Regions from separate parts of the Gossypium arboreum genome. Here region 1 is linked to region 2. A link is a contact called in public Hi-C data. All regions are on one chromosome and are shown on one strand. The core of a region is the stretch at or near the end of the contact, and the rest is flanking DNA. Distances in the headings are between cores, read along the strand shown. Region 1 holds the start of LOC108459454 (nudix hydrolase 16, mitochondrial). Region 2 holds the start of LOC108460472 (formate--tetrahydrofolate ligase).

Region 1 (6,590 bases), core at 1,726-4,225, 190 kb before region 2:
CTTTAAATAATAAATCACTGAAGGAACACAACACAGGTTGTCATCGACATATTTAACCTTTCTAAATTGCACATTTAGCTAGTATGCCATTCTACCAATCAGGGAATTGGGATTCCCAGTAATCTTACTCAATAAGGTTGATGAGATAACTAATTCAATGATATGCAGAGATTTATGCTAAAAACTTCAAAGCATAAAGAAATGAATTAAAATTAGAAAAATGTTATAGTTTTCACAATCTTAAAAAGATGTGAAGGAAATGCATAAATAGAACCAAGAAAATAAAATATCTACCAATAAATCTCCTCGGACTCCAGCTTCTTCAATTGCTTCCCTCACTGCAGCCTCTTCGACAGTTTCATCATTCTCCCAACCTCCCTAAAATCAGAGAGCAAAAATTCCATAAGATAATATTTTATAAGTCCTCTTTCTTTGAAGATGTAGAGAACAAGAAATCACAGAAACCAAACACTTAATTTAACTCCATTTAGGTTAACTATCTCCTTTATACATCTATCATGTTTTTCAATGGCAAGGAGACCTATGTTGCTCATACTCTTCACTTTTCTTTTAAGTCCTTTTGCCTAACTGTTGAGCATGGTGCATATCTCAACATGGTATGAGGATATGATTTACCAAATACATGGAATTTTTTTTAAGAGAAAAAGGTTGAACATAACTGTCTTCAGAACTCAAACCCGAGTCAGATTAACATAGACGGTCAGGAAGTAAAGCCACAAAAATTACTACAGTATATGCTGAACAAAACACAACTTTGTACCTTAGGAAACAAAAGACCTGGTCCGCTAGTTGAGTTGATCATCAATACTTCAACCACATTTTCAGAATTTTCATGGTGTGACTCATCTAAACATCTATACCTAAATGGAATACACCTGCCAGAAGAGAAGAACAAATTCTTAGTACATGGAGCTGAGCCTAGTCAAGAACAAGATTTTTGCAAACGTCAAAAAGGACACGAATTGTTCCCATCACATTAAGAATGAAACAATTTAATCTCTATCCAAAAGAGCAAGCAAAGAAGGGGACAAAAAAACACAGATTGAAGACTTAAAACAGCCAAGTCACAACATCATCACCAAAATCTGAGAAAAATAAGACAAACAGTGAGGAGTACCGTTAAGTAGCATCTTCAATAGGTTGTCTTATTAAGACTCAAGGCTGTCCTATCCCTAGGTCAATTTATTTTTCAGGTAATTCCACCAAAACCTACCCATGGGCCCGGTCGGGTTGGACCACAGCTTGGAACCTTTTTTTCTCTCTTGTTCAAGTCCATTTTGGTCTCGTCTAGTCGAAAAGCTCAAATTATCATTCATTATAATATTAAAAAATATAAAATATAAATAAAAGAATTATTATTAAATAATATTTTGGGATGGGCTGAGCTGAACTGAACCAGCCCAAATTACAAATACCTTATCCAAGGGCATAGGCAGATATAGTTCCACCATAAAACTCTGGACCACTTTCACTGTCATAGTCGCATAGATTAAGCTGTTTGATCAACCAATAGCAAAGACGAGCTACGAAAATTTTTCTCTAAGACCATTCATAACTGTTCATAGTTCCTCTCTTTCACTTTTCTTCCCCCATTTTTTTTTTCCTTCATATTGTTGGAGAAACCAATAAAAACTCTTTAAACGATAATATAAATGCTTGCCTACAGACAAAATAACAGTTCCCTTCTTCCTCATGTAGTTTTTGAGAAATCAATGGGACTCTTTAAAACACCATTTTAAAGTTAAAAAAGACTGCCACTCATATACAGATAGAAAATGGAACATAAAAAAACATAAACACCAAAAAAGTAAAATATATCCATTTTCCATGTTCGTGCTGAGAATGTAATAAACCATTTAAACCTCAATGGACCATTCATATAAACAGAAGGCAATAAGTACCTGTTTTCCACCTTAATCCAGAAAATGTGAAAAAGCAATTCAAGGCTTGAAAATTACATAAATGTAAACAGAAACGGATGGGCATCACACACACACAAACACTCATATATATGTATTTATATATAAATCATTTGCTATTTTCATGTAAGTAATTTACTTGACAAGGCATTTCAACTGTAAAATACACTATTCATAATTTCATATACCAACATAATCAATGTATAGATACTATATACAGCCAAAAAGAAACATACCCATTTGCCAACTCCATCCTAGGATGGCTATCTAAACCATTCAGAACTTGAAATAAAACATAATATTTTCCATAAAAAAGAAGCAAAAAAACATTTTTACCTTAAAATGCATCATTCATAAGCACCAGATACAAAGTAAGAAACAAATTATTTTTCTATCTTGATCCTAATAATGTAATAAACCACTCAAACTATAAATACTACATCATTCAAGCAGATAAAAACAACCGTAATTTAATTAATGAAAATTCCGAAAAACCGACATGAACTTATGTTTTCCAAATCTAACTTACATTAAAAATGTATAGAAATAATTAGAATAAAAACATACCCAGCGACAAGCCGATAGCCGTTCTCGTACCTTTGCTGAAGCCGACCTGTACGGGCCACTAAATCCGACATAATATTATGAAAAATCTCAAAAAAAAAGAAGAAGAGGAAAATCCTCAAAAATATCAAATTCTCCAAACTTCAACAAAGGCAATCTTTCTTATTCAGACGCCTCATTGGATTGATGTTTTTTGGATTTACAAAAATGCTCATGCTTGTACCAGGTTCATCCATTGCTGTTAGCACTGGATTTAACAGTGACGATCAGTGCCACGAAACATCAGCCAGTGGCTACGATTTTCTCGTATTTTTTAATTTTAATTTTGATTTTTTTTTCTTTTTTTTGAGGTGTAATTGTGATAATCATGAAAAAGAAACTCTTAGCCTTGGGACAAAGGAGAGACAAGAAGGCCCGAGGTGAAGCGCTAAGAACGGATCAGACGATTGGCGATCAAACTCACGTGAGTGAGATAGTCACAAGTGCACCTCCGGGCTACCCGCCCCGTCCGAAATTCGGAGGATCTGAAAAATATTTTTTAAAATTTAAATTTAATTATAAAAAGATATAAAATACCAATTAAAAAATATTTTTAATGATAAAATGAATTTTTGGACGAGTCGGATCAACATAAAAACAAGTTTGGATTTAAATTTTTACAATTTATAATTACATTTCAATTGGAAAATAAATAAATTTATATAAGATGGACTTGAATAAATTCTAAGTGTAATTAGATTAATAAAAATCTGAAAAGAAAAGTGAGGTTGAGAAAACACCATACTCTAACTAAGTGATTTAGTTTTTAAAAATATTTAAACATTAAACCACTTATGGTATTAGAGAGAGTGCGAAAGTGACACTTGTGGAGCTCCTATTTTTCATTTTAAATTACTTTTAATTTTTATTTAATTTTTACTCTTTTAATTTTTAAATTTATTTTATTTATCAAATCATTTTAAAATGAATAAAAATTAATGTACATAGAAAAGTTAAATAAATCATTATGTCCTAAAATATAGTCATTTATTATGAAAAAAGTAAATAAAGATTATCTACGAGGTGTGTGGTAATTGCTCATTTCATTCCTTAATTATGAGGTTGTGAGTTCAATCCTTACCTATGAGAATAGAGTACATTATATGATTAGCCGTTTATTTCTTTAAAGAACACCGATTTTACATTAAGTATTAAATGTCGTAACCATTTTTTTTTGGAAAAACGGGTATCGACTTGGAGAAAAACGAAAATGGGAGTCGCCACCAATCTTTTTAGGTGTGATTGGATCACCTTGTAAAAGTGGTTGTTTTTAATAAATGGTTTGATTTATTTGAACAACAATTTTGGTCCACGTAAATCAAGAAAATAGGTTCGGGAGTTGGTTACGCACAAGGAAGGATTAGCACCCTTGTAACGCCCAAAAATTGGTACCTAGTTGATTAATTAGTGTCTTAGTGTCGAAAATTGAAAACTTGAAAGACTTTGAAATACGATCCCTCTTTAAAAAATGCTCAAATGTTAAAGACCTTCTCGTCTCAAAATATAAAATGTCACATCCAGTAAGTTAGGACACGACATTTTGAATTTTCGAGAGCGAGCTCGCCTCTTAAAGTTTGCGTATTTTAACTTATTAAAAGGGTATTCGTTTGTTTAGAGTAAACGAGAGAAATTGAAACCCAGTGAGTTAGGGCACGTTTTCTCGAATTCTCAAACACCGAATATTGCCTTTATTTTCGAAGAATCTTATTTCGAGGTAACAAAATGTTATACCCGGTAAGTTAGGGCACAACACCTCGTATCTCTGAGAATAAACATTTTTCAAAACTCGTATCGCGATTTAAAAGAGTATTCCGTTATTTAGGTTAAATGAGAAAAATCGAAACCCAGTAAGTTAGGGCACGATTGTCTCGAATTACCAAATAAGGAATATTACTTTTATGAAAGAAATTTTATTGGGTTGGATAAAACCTAAATTCGTAATGAAACGAGATAATAAAGAATACATAACAGATAAAAATTGATGGCCATAACAAAATAAACATAAACGCGAATGCGAATGATAACGATAAAAACAAAGGTAAAATATGTGTATCAAACGAATAAGAAAAGGAAATAATAAATGAGCTAAAAATATTCGAAATTAAAAGAACTAGTGGTAAATGAATAAACATTATGCAAAACTATTTAAGAAGTGATAGTAATAATAATATTAATGGTAATAATGCAAGGAATAAAATCTTTAAGTTTGAAATGATGTGGAAGATACATAAATGAATAATATGCAATAAATAAGGAATAAAAATGAGATAATTTAAAGAGTAATAGGTAAAGATAATACACGATATAATAGTGATAATAATAACATAGTAATAATAGTATTGATAGTAATAAAAATAATATATTAAATAATAGTAATAAAATAGTGCTAATAGTCATAATAGTGATAATAATAATAGCATGATAAACATAAGAATAATAATGATGTTAATACCTAAACATAAATATAGATATAATACCTAAAATATAGTAGTGATGAAAATATAAATACATAAGAAATATAGACAGATGAATGATAGGAAAATAAACATAGATAGAAAATAATAATAATGATAATACAATAGTAATAGTAATTACAAAATAATGATAATACTAATAATATTAAAGTAAAGTAAATAATAATACTATAAATAAATATATATATATACGTATGTAATAGAAATACACACTATATAATAATAATAATAATAATAATAATAATAATAATAATAATACATATATATATATATGTAAAAAAATAATAGTAGTCGAAATAAAAATAATAGAAGTAACAATAATGATAGTAATAATATAAATAACTATGGAGAGGTATATATAATATAATAATAATATAAATAATAATATATACATGAGAAATAATGATAATAATAATATAAATAACAGTAAAAATAATAAAATGAAAAAAAATAAAACAAAGCTCTCAACTCTCTTTCCTCATTCCGGCCATGGTCCGATCAAGTACCAGTGCGCCGTGTAAATGGATTCATTGTCTTCGCCGTAAATGCCGCCACCGTGCGTGGTGGTGGCGAAATTAAAAAGGTATTATTTTTTATTTTTTATATTTTATATCTAAATATATGTATACTATTTTTGAAAAAAAATGTTTATATGTATAAAAAATGAAAATAAAAAGGAAAAAAAAAACCTTAACGCGTTTGAATCTTTTCTTCTTCAATACTCGCTTTTTTTTATTTCATATTTGCTTGAAAACCTTTTGCTTTTACATTCTTCTCTTTTGTATCAAGAAAACCTTTCAAAAATACAATTGTTTCCCCCCTCCTTACAATGATTTTAGTATGGCCTTTTTATAGCCATTTACAAATTTATTATCTATATATTTAGTATCTTTTTCTTCTTTTTGTATGGCAGGCAAACGGTGGTGGAGAAGTGCTATTTGCACTATCAATGTGGGATTAGGTGATTTAGGGCTTCTTTTTGTTCTCTTTTTTTGTTTTGGGTATTGGGCTAATTGGGCTAGGGTTAGGTATTAGGTTTGGGCTTAGTATTTATTTATTTGGTTTATTGGGTTTGGTTTTATTAGGTCCCGGGCAAAATTTGGGTCTTACAGCTGCCCCTCTTTGCTCATTGCTGTGTTAACAGGAATAGAGCAAAGACTATAAAAAGACCAATTTTGCCTGGGCTCACCGAGTCTTGAGTTCTTGATCCTTGATCTTCTTTAAATGACCTCTTGACGGCTTCAATCTGCTTCACTGCAACTTCGGGGAGATAAGTCTTGCTATTTTAACCCGCTCTACTGCAACTTCTGGGAGATAAGGTTTGTTTTGATCTTCTTCCACTGAAACTTCAAGGAGATCTGCTGTGGCTTTTAGCCGCTCCAACGCCATTTCAAGAAGGAGAAATCCACTGAAACTTCAAAGAGATCTGCCGTGGCTTTTAGCCGCTCCAACGCCATTTCAGGAAGAAGAGGTTCGCTAAAACTTCATGGAGATCTGCTGTGGCTTTTAACCGCTCCAATGCCATTTCAGGGAAAAGAGATCCGCTGAAACTTCAAGGAGATCTGTTGTGGCT
Region 2 (6,686 bases), core at 1,013-3,512:
GTTTGTTTCTGAGTTTTATAGAAAATTATATCATATTAAGCTGCATTTGGCAAAGACCAAACCATTGTAGGATATTGCATAGATTTGAGATCGATAAGGCCTTCACAACTTTTGGGATTATAAGTATGGAACTTTTGATTTTTCTTTTCTGATCCAAGTTTCTCTTCGTGCAGGCAAGTTGATCGAGATTGCGACTTCCTTGAACAAGAGAGAATTATGGACTACAGTCTGTTGGTTGGTTTTCACTTTCGAGAAGTTCCCACACCTCTTGCTTCTGGAGCTGTTACACCTACTGGTTATTTCTAGTGATCTCTGGTATTAAAATGTTTTGTGACTTTGATATCAACGGCTGCTTAAATGAGTAAAGATATGTTCTTGGATTTACTTGCAGGAAATGCAGACCATGAAAATGAAGAAGTTCCTCGGCTATCTCAAACAGGACAGGATCAGCTTGATAGTGAGCCCTCAGGGTACGATGAATTTTCTTGTTTTTGGATGCTCATTTATGTTTTCAAGAGTACTTCATACCTTGGCATATGTCTAAGTAGGCATCATCGCTGTTTCCCCACTTTATGAACACTGAAATTTATGTTATTTCCAACTATTCATTTTTCTTGAAGTACTTGTGTCCAACACATTTCTGAATTGTTTCACATGGCCATGAGAAGTATTCGAACTAAGAAAAGTTAATATGATGTTTATATGAAGTGATAACAATTTAATTTACTTAACAATGCAGGGGGTCTTCCATTCGATTAGGTATTAGCATGCCTGCTCGGATCGAAAAGACTGTGAGGAAACCTGAATGTGAAACCCAGCTTGTCGGAGAACCAACTGGTGTATTCTATGATGTTATCCTCTTTTTTGGTATAATCGATATCCTACAAGACTACGATATTACCAAGAAGCTTGAGCATGCATATAAATCAATGCAATATGATCCAACTTCAATTTCAGCTGTTGATCCAAAGCAATACTCAAAACGCTTTCGGGATTTCATTTTCAAAATTTTCGTAGAGGACACATGAAAACATATATTTGACAAAGATCTTCAACTTAGGACCAATGCCCCTCCGTGTACATTTGATCATAATCCGGAGATGCGAGCGCCTAGAAGCTTAAAAAGTTATCGTTCTGATCAACCGTGGAGGATGATTTAAGACCACACTGGACACACCTTTGTAACTCAGGATTAGGTTATCACCCTCTCTTCATCTCCATTATTTTTTACAGTTGCAGATAATATATATACATATATATATGATATGTTATAGTGAAAGGTTTAGGTTAACATTGTTAAAACCACAGTTACTAAAGCTTGATTGAAATGTAAATGAATTGGCCAAAATTGGCGAAAGCATACATTGAGATTGCATTCTTATTTGAACTGAAAATTGTCTACTTCAATGGCTGAAGAGTCTCTGGGTTCAGCTTCAAAGAATAATGTACAGAAAGAGATTGAAAAAAGAAAAGGAGAAGAAAAAAGGCTTTTAGTTTGCTTATATGGAAAATGAAAATATTTTGTTTCTATTCAATATTTTTTATATCTGTTCATGTTGATATAAGCATTATTCTTTTGTACTTAAAAAAAAAAGGTCATTTGACAAGGATTGTAGTTGAAAATAATCCTTTTAGAGAGTTATCAAGTTAATGATTAGTGTCACTGTCATATAAATCTTGATACTTCTGTATTCATATATATATATATAGATATATATGTAATATTTGTGTTATATAAATTAATTAAAAAAGTGATAAATATTTGCTCTTAAAAATCAAATTTATTCCGTAACATATTAAAAAATATAAATATGTCAAAATAAAAATGAATGTAAGGTTGAGAGATATACAAGTTAGGTTTGGGTTATGAAATTTTTTTACGAGATTGTATGAAATTATAATTTCACATCATCTTTATTCTTTTTAAATAAGAGAATGATAAATTAAATTTTTATTGTAAAATTATAGTTTTATACAATTTTCTCTTAAATCAATCATTAAATAATATTATATTTATTTTTTGGTGAATAAGATATCAAGTAGTTAAGAGTTTTTTCTTAATTAGATTAGAACTAAAATTTAAAAATTAATATTTAATTAACATCGAACTAAGTATCAAACCTTAAAATTCAAGTAAAACTTCAAACTTTTCACTATATAGATTTGATTCGATTCACTTACACCCTAACTTAATAACTTTGATCCGCAAGCTAGGTTAAATTGATGCTGTGTAAGGTCGGACCCATCGGTTGTACTAATCACAGCAATTACATTGCATGGTAACATTAGCATCTCTCCCCACTCCCTTCTTATTTGCCACCTCAGATTAGATAAGAAAAAACGCACGCACGCACGCACTCCCATATGTTTTTAGACTTTTGTTGCTTTGTGATTATTTTTTTGTGGCCATTTTATTTTATTTTATTTTAATGTTTTAGAAGGTAAATTGTTGAATTTTAAAGAAACAGATCCACCAAAAATCAGCTAAAATTTAGACCAAAAAGAATGAGTTCGTCAAGGAGTGTAAGGAAGTTGGAAGTGGTATCACCAGTGCCGGCAGACATAGATATTGCAAACTCAGTTGAACCATTTCATATTTCTGAGATTGCTAAGGACCTTAACCTCAGTCCCAACCATTATGATCTTTATGGCAAATACAAAGCCAAGGTTTTTTTTCCTTTTCACTTCCTTTCTTTTTTTATTTTTGGTTATTGGATTTTGATTTATTTGTTTTCTTTAATGATCGATTTAATCGTTTGATGTTTGGATTTCGATACTGAAAAAAAGCTGTTAAAAAAGTAGAAAATTGAATAGTAAGATCAGCAAAAATTGAATAGTAAGATCAGCAAAATCTGTCTTTTTCTATGTTTTCTTCTGGGCATTGCCTCTTCTGCCAAAAGGGAAACTTTTCTCTTCCATTGTTGAATTCCTTGAAATCCCAGATTTGAGATATGCTGTTTTGTTTCAAAGATTTTTTTTTTCTGGCGTTAAATTCTTAGCTTCTTGGTTTTTGACTTAGTAGAGATGGAAGTGTGTTGAATGGATATTCAAGCGGTGAAAAAGTACTAGAGAAAGCCATTTTTCTGATATGCTTTTTCCTTGTTTATATTGGCCGCTCAGTTCAGATTTGAATTTGAATTACTTGGTTGATTTGGTCTATAGGTGTTGTTATCTGTACTCGACGAGCTTGAATCCTCCGACAATGGATACTATGTCGTGGTTGGAGGGATCACTCCAACTCCTCTTGGAGAAGGCAAGTCCACTACTACAGTTGGTTTGTGTCAAGCTTTGGGTGCTTATCTTGATAGAAAGGTATTCATTTTCATTTTTAGATATACTGAAATTATTCTACATAGGCAAATACTAAATAATATCGTGTTGCTTTGGCGCTTGCCGTGATACAGGGTATTTCATTTTACTTATGGAGGGTTTTCTATTTTGTTCTTGACTTCTTTTTTTTTTGAATTTTAGAATTTCTTATTTTGTTAAACGTAGCTCTGAATACTGGCAGGAATGTTTTGATAAAAGAAATATACTTTAGGGTCGCTTGATACTGGCAGACCAATGGAGTTTCATGATTCCTGATGCTTTGAATTGCTTATTTATAAATTAGTCTGTTAAGCAATTTCAATGATTGAAGCTACGAGCTGTCCGTATGATTGGAAATGTCTTTTTCAATCTCCTCATATATAAATTTAATGTTAAAAGATTTCAAATCCAAGAATTATTGCATTATTTCGACTTTTTAACTATTCCTGATCTACGATGATAGTTGAGCTATGTAGTGAAATATTCATTTACAAGTCTACATAGTCAACTTACTAGATGAAAGTTTGGTTTTTTATGGTTTCCTATTCTCCTTTTGCAAGTTATTGTCAAGGGATTACAACTCTTCACTAGTTTGACATGGATATGGAAGTTTCAGATTTGACAATCTAATGTTTTAACTACTTTAACTGTCTTGATACTATATGTCGCTCTCTAATGTTAGGTCGTTACGTGTCTTCGCCAACCATCACAAGGACCAACTTTTGGAATAAAAGGGGGTGCAGCTGGTGGAGGCTACAGTCAGGTAATCCCGATGGATGAGTTCAATCTTCATCTAACAGGCGATATTCATGCAATAACGGCTGCAAACAATCTACTTGCTGCTGCCATTGATACTAGGATCTTTCATGAGTCTACCCAATCAGACAAGGCTCTTTTTAATCGTTTATGTCCACCAAATAAAGAAGGAAAAAGGAAATTCAGTGATATCATGTTTAGACGATTAAAGAAACTTGGTATCACCGAAACTCAACCTGAGGACCTTACACCTGAAGAAGTTAAGAAATTTGCTAGGCTTGATATTGACCCGAATTCTATTACATGGAGAAGAGTGATGGATGTTAATGATCGGTTCTTGAGGAAAATCACCGTTGGCCAGGGCCCGGAAGAGAAAGGGATGGTGAGGGAAACTGGATTTGATATTTCAGTTGCTAGTGAAATAATGGCAGTTTTAGCCCTGACTACGTCTCTTGCTGATATGAGAGAGAGGCTAGGAAAAATGGTGATTGGAAATAGCAAGGCTGGTGAACCTATAACTGCTGATGATCTTGGTGTTGGAGGTGCTTTAACAGTTCTCATGAAGGATGCCATTAACCCTACTCTGATGCAGACCCTCGAGGGAACCCCTGTTCTTGTTCATGCTGGTCCATTTGCAAACATTGCTCATGGTAATTCATCTATTGTGGCTGATAAGATTGCACTGAAGCTGGTTGGACCACAAGGGTTTGTGGTCACGGAAGCAGGTTTTGGTGCTGATATTGGAACAGAAAAGTTCATGAATATCAAGTGTAGATACAGTGATCTAAGACCTCAGTGTGCTGTTATTGTGGCAACAATAAGGGCCTTGAAAATGCATGGTGGTGGCCCGGAAGTTGTTGCAGGGAAGCCTCTCGACCATGCCTACCTAAATGAGAATGTTCCGTTGGTTGAAGCTGGTTGTGTGAATTTGGCTAGGCATATTATAAACACAAAGGCCTATGGTGTGAATGTTGTTGTTGCTGTGAACAAATTCTCAACCGACACTGAAGCAGAAATGAATGCTGTTATGAATGCAGCTATGGCTGCCGGGGCATTTAATGCTGTAATTTGTACTCACCATGCTCATGGTGGTAAAGGAGCGGTTAGTTCCTTTTTCTTATCTGTTAATTTCCATAAAAGTATAGTGCTGCACTCAAAGGTGCATTGTTTAGAATAGCCACTTTGTCTTACACATGACACCTCATATATGTTACTCGGACTCAGTGTATCTGACATGGATATTTTCAGTTTTATTACTTTTCATGTATTTGGAGGGTCCTTGAAGGGTTGTATTCCCATACCAATGACCAAAAATATGTTGGACATTGGTTTCAGACATGAGTACTTCAAGAAAAAATTAAGAGTCCAAGCAACTTAAATCTCATTTACTATTTGAGTAGCTAGTTGCATCTAATTTACGGATTTGGCGTTCAACCTGTTTTCTATATTGCACTCGTGCTATGTCAAACATTATAAAGAACACAGTAACTTGTTTTGTCGAAGAACTAATGCTCTGTGGTTTCTATCATTTAAAGCTGCAATTTCTTACTGTGCTACTGCTATCCACTCGTAGACATTTCTTCTGAATCTGACTTCATTGTTTGCCTCCGAGTCCTTAGATTTCTTTTGAAATTCCTCTGCATCTTTTCCAGTAATTGTTTTACTAAATCAAGAAGAACCTTGGGTCATTTACTTATGTGCTTGTAAACAAATGAGTTAAAATTGTTTCGAGTTTTCTCATTTTGAGTTACAATTGAAGTTTGAACATATCTGTATGTTTATAACATATTGCCCTTTCCACCTGTAATCTTATTCTGTGTTGTTATTTTTGAGTTTGTATCTTTTGCTGTAAAAAACTGTCTTATATAGTTGAGTTGAAGCTTTCAGTAACAGATTAGTGTTGTTTTTGTCAGGTTGACCTTGGAGTTGCAGTCCAAAGGGCTTGTGCGAGTGGGAATCAGCAACTCAAATACCTGTATCCTTTGGATATTAGCATTAAAGAGAAAATTGAGGCAATTGCTAAGTCATACGGTGCCAGTGGTGTTGAATACACCGAACAGGTAAACTCTTTATAGATCTTTAATCAATATATTCCGTTTCAAAATGTCTTTGATCCTGTGCACATCATCGTTTGAATTTAGATTACTTTGTTTTGGAGTTCTTGCATTTCTACTTGTCTCTTTTTGATGACACATTTTGTATACTGGGAATTCTTAAAATGAAAATATTGTGGAAATACCATCTTCTTTGCGTTTCGGGTAGGAAACCAAATAGGCATCGGAAACCCTTTAAAAGCTTGGTCTTTAAGAAAAAGATACAGTGAAGGAGCTTCTAGGGTTGAGCAAAAGGAAAAACTGATTCGAAGCTGTAGCGTCAGGTTTGATTCGGATAAGGTCTTTTACTTGTTCAGTTCAGGGTTAAGATCTGTTTGTGGATCATGAAGTCAAAAACCAAAAATATTCGAACCAAATTCAGATATTAGTAACAATAAATATAAAGAAACCTGTCCAGACTTTTCTCTTTGTCATGAATAATTCTTTTGCTCTCAAACCAGGCTGAGAAACAGATCGAGATGTACACCAAACAAGGGTTTTCGGGTCTACCAATCTGCATGGCGAAAA

Evidence for each region. A called contact is a pair of places that touch in the nucleus more often than the background predicts.
Region 1: a Hi-C map of leaf shows a contact between it and region 2, with 4 times the contacts expected there. The contact joins the promoter of LOC108459454 here to the promoter of LOC108460472 in region 2. A contact is called at or near these places in 2 of 5 Hi-C or Micro-C datasets (both in leaf).

Annotation. Positions count from the first base shown.
Region 1 is chr4:2,489,325-2,495,914 of ASM2569848v2, reverse strand. LOC108459454 (nudix hydrolase 16, mitochondrial) reads right to left here and starts at 2,975. Exons shown (of 5, transcript XM_017758825.2): 1 at 2,508-2,975; 2 at 782-896; 3 at 295-378. The coding sequence starts at 2,578.
Region 2 is chr4:2,293,543-2,300,228 of ASM2569848v2, reverse strand. It overlaps LOC108460472 (formate--tetrahydrofolate ligase), which reads left to right and starts at 2,262. Exons shown (of 5, transcript XM_017759974.2): 1 at 2,262-2,667; 2 at 3,163-3,312; 3 at 3,992-5,167; 4 at 5,979-6,125; 5 at 6,620-6,686. The coding sequence starts at 2,506. It overlaps LOC108458556 (phosphatidylinositol 4-phosphate 5-kinase 6-like), which reads left to right. Exons shown (of 9, transcript XM_053026905.1): 7 at 174-295; 8 at 392-470; 9 at 740-1,535. The coding sequence ends at 1,028.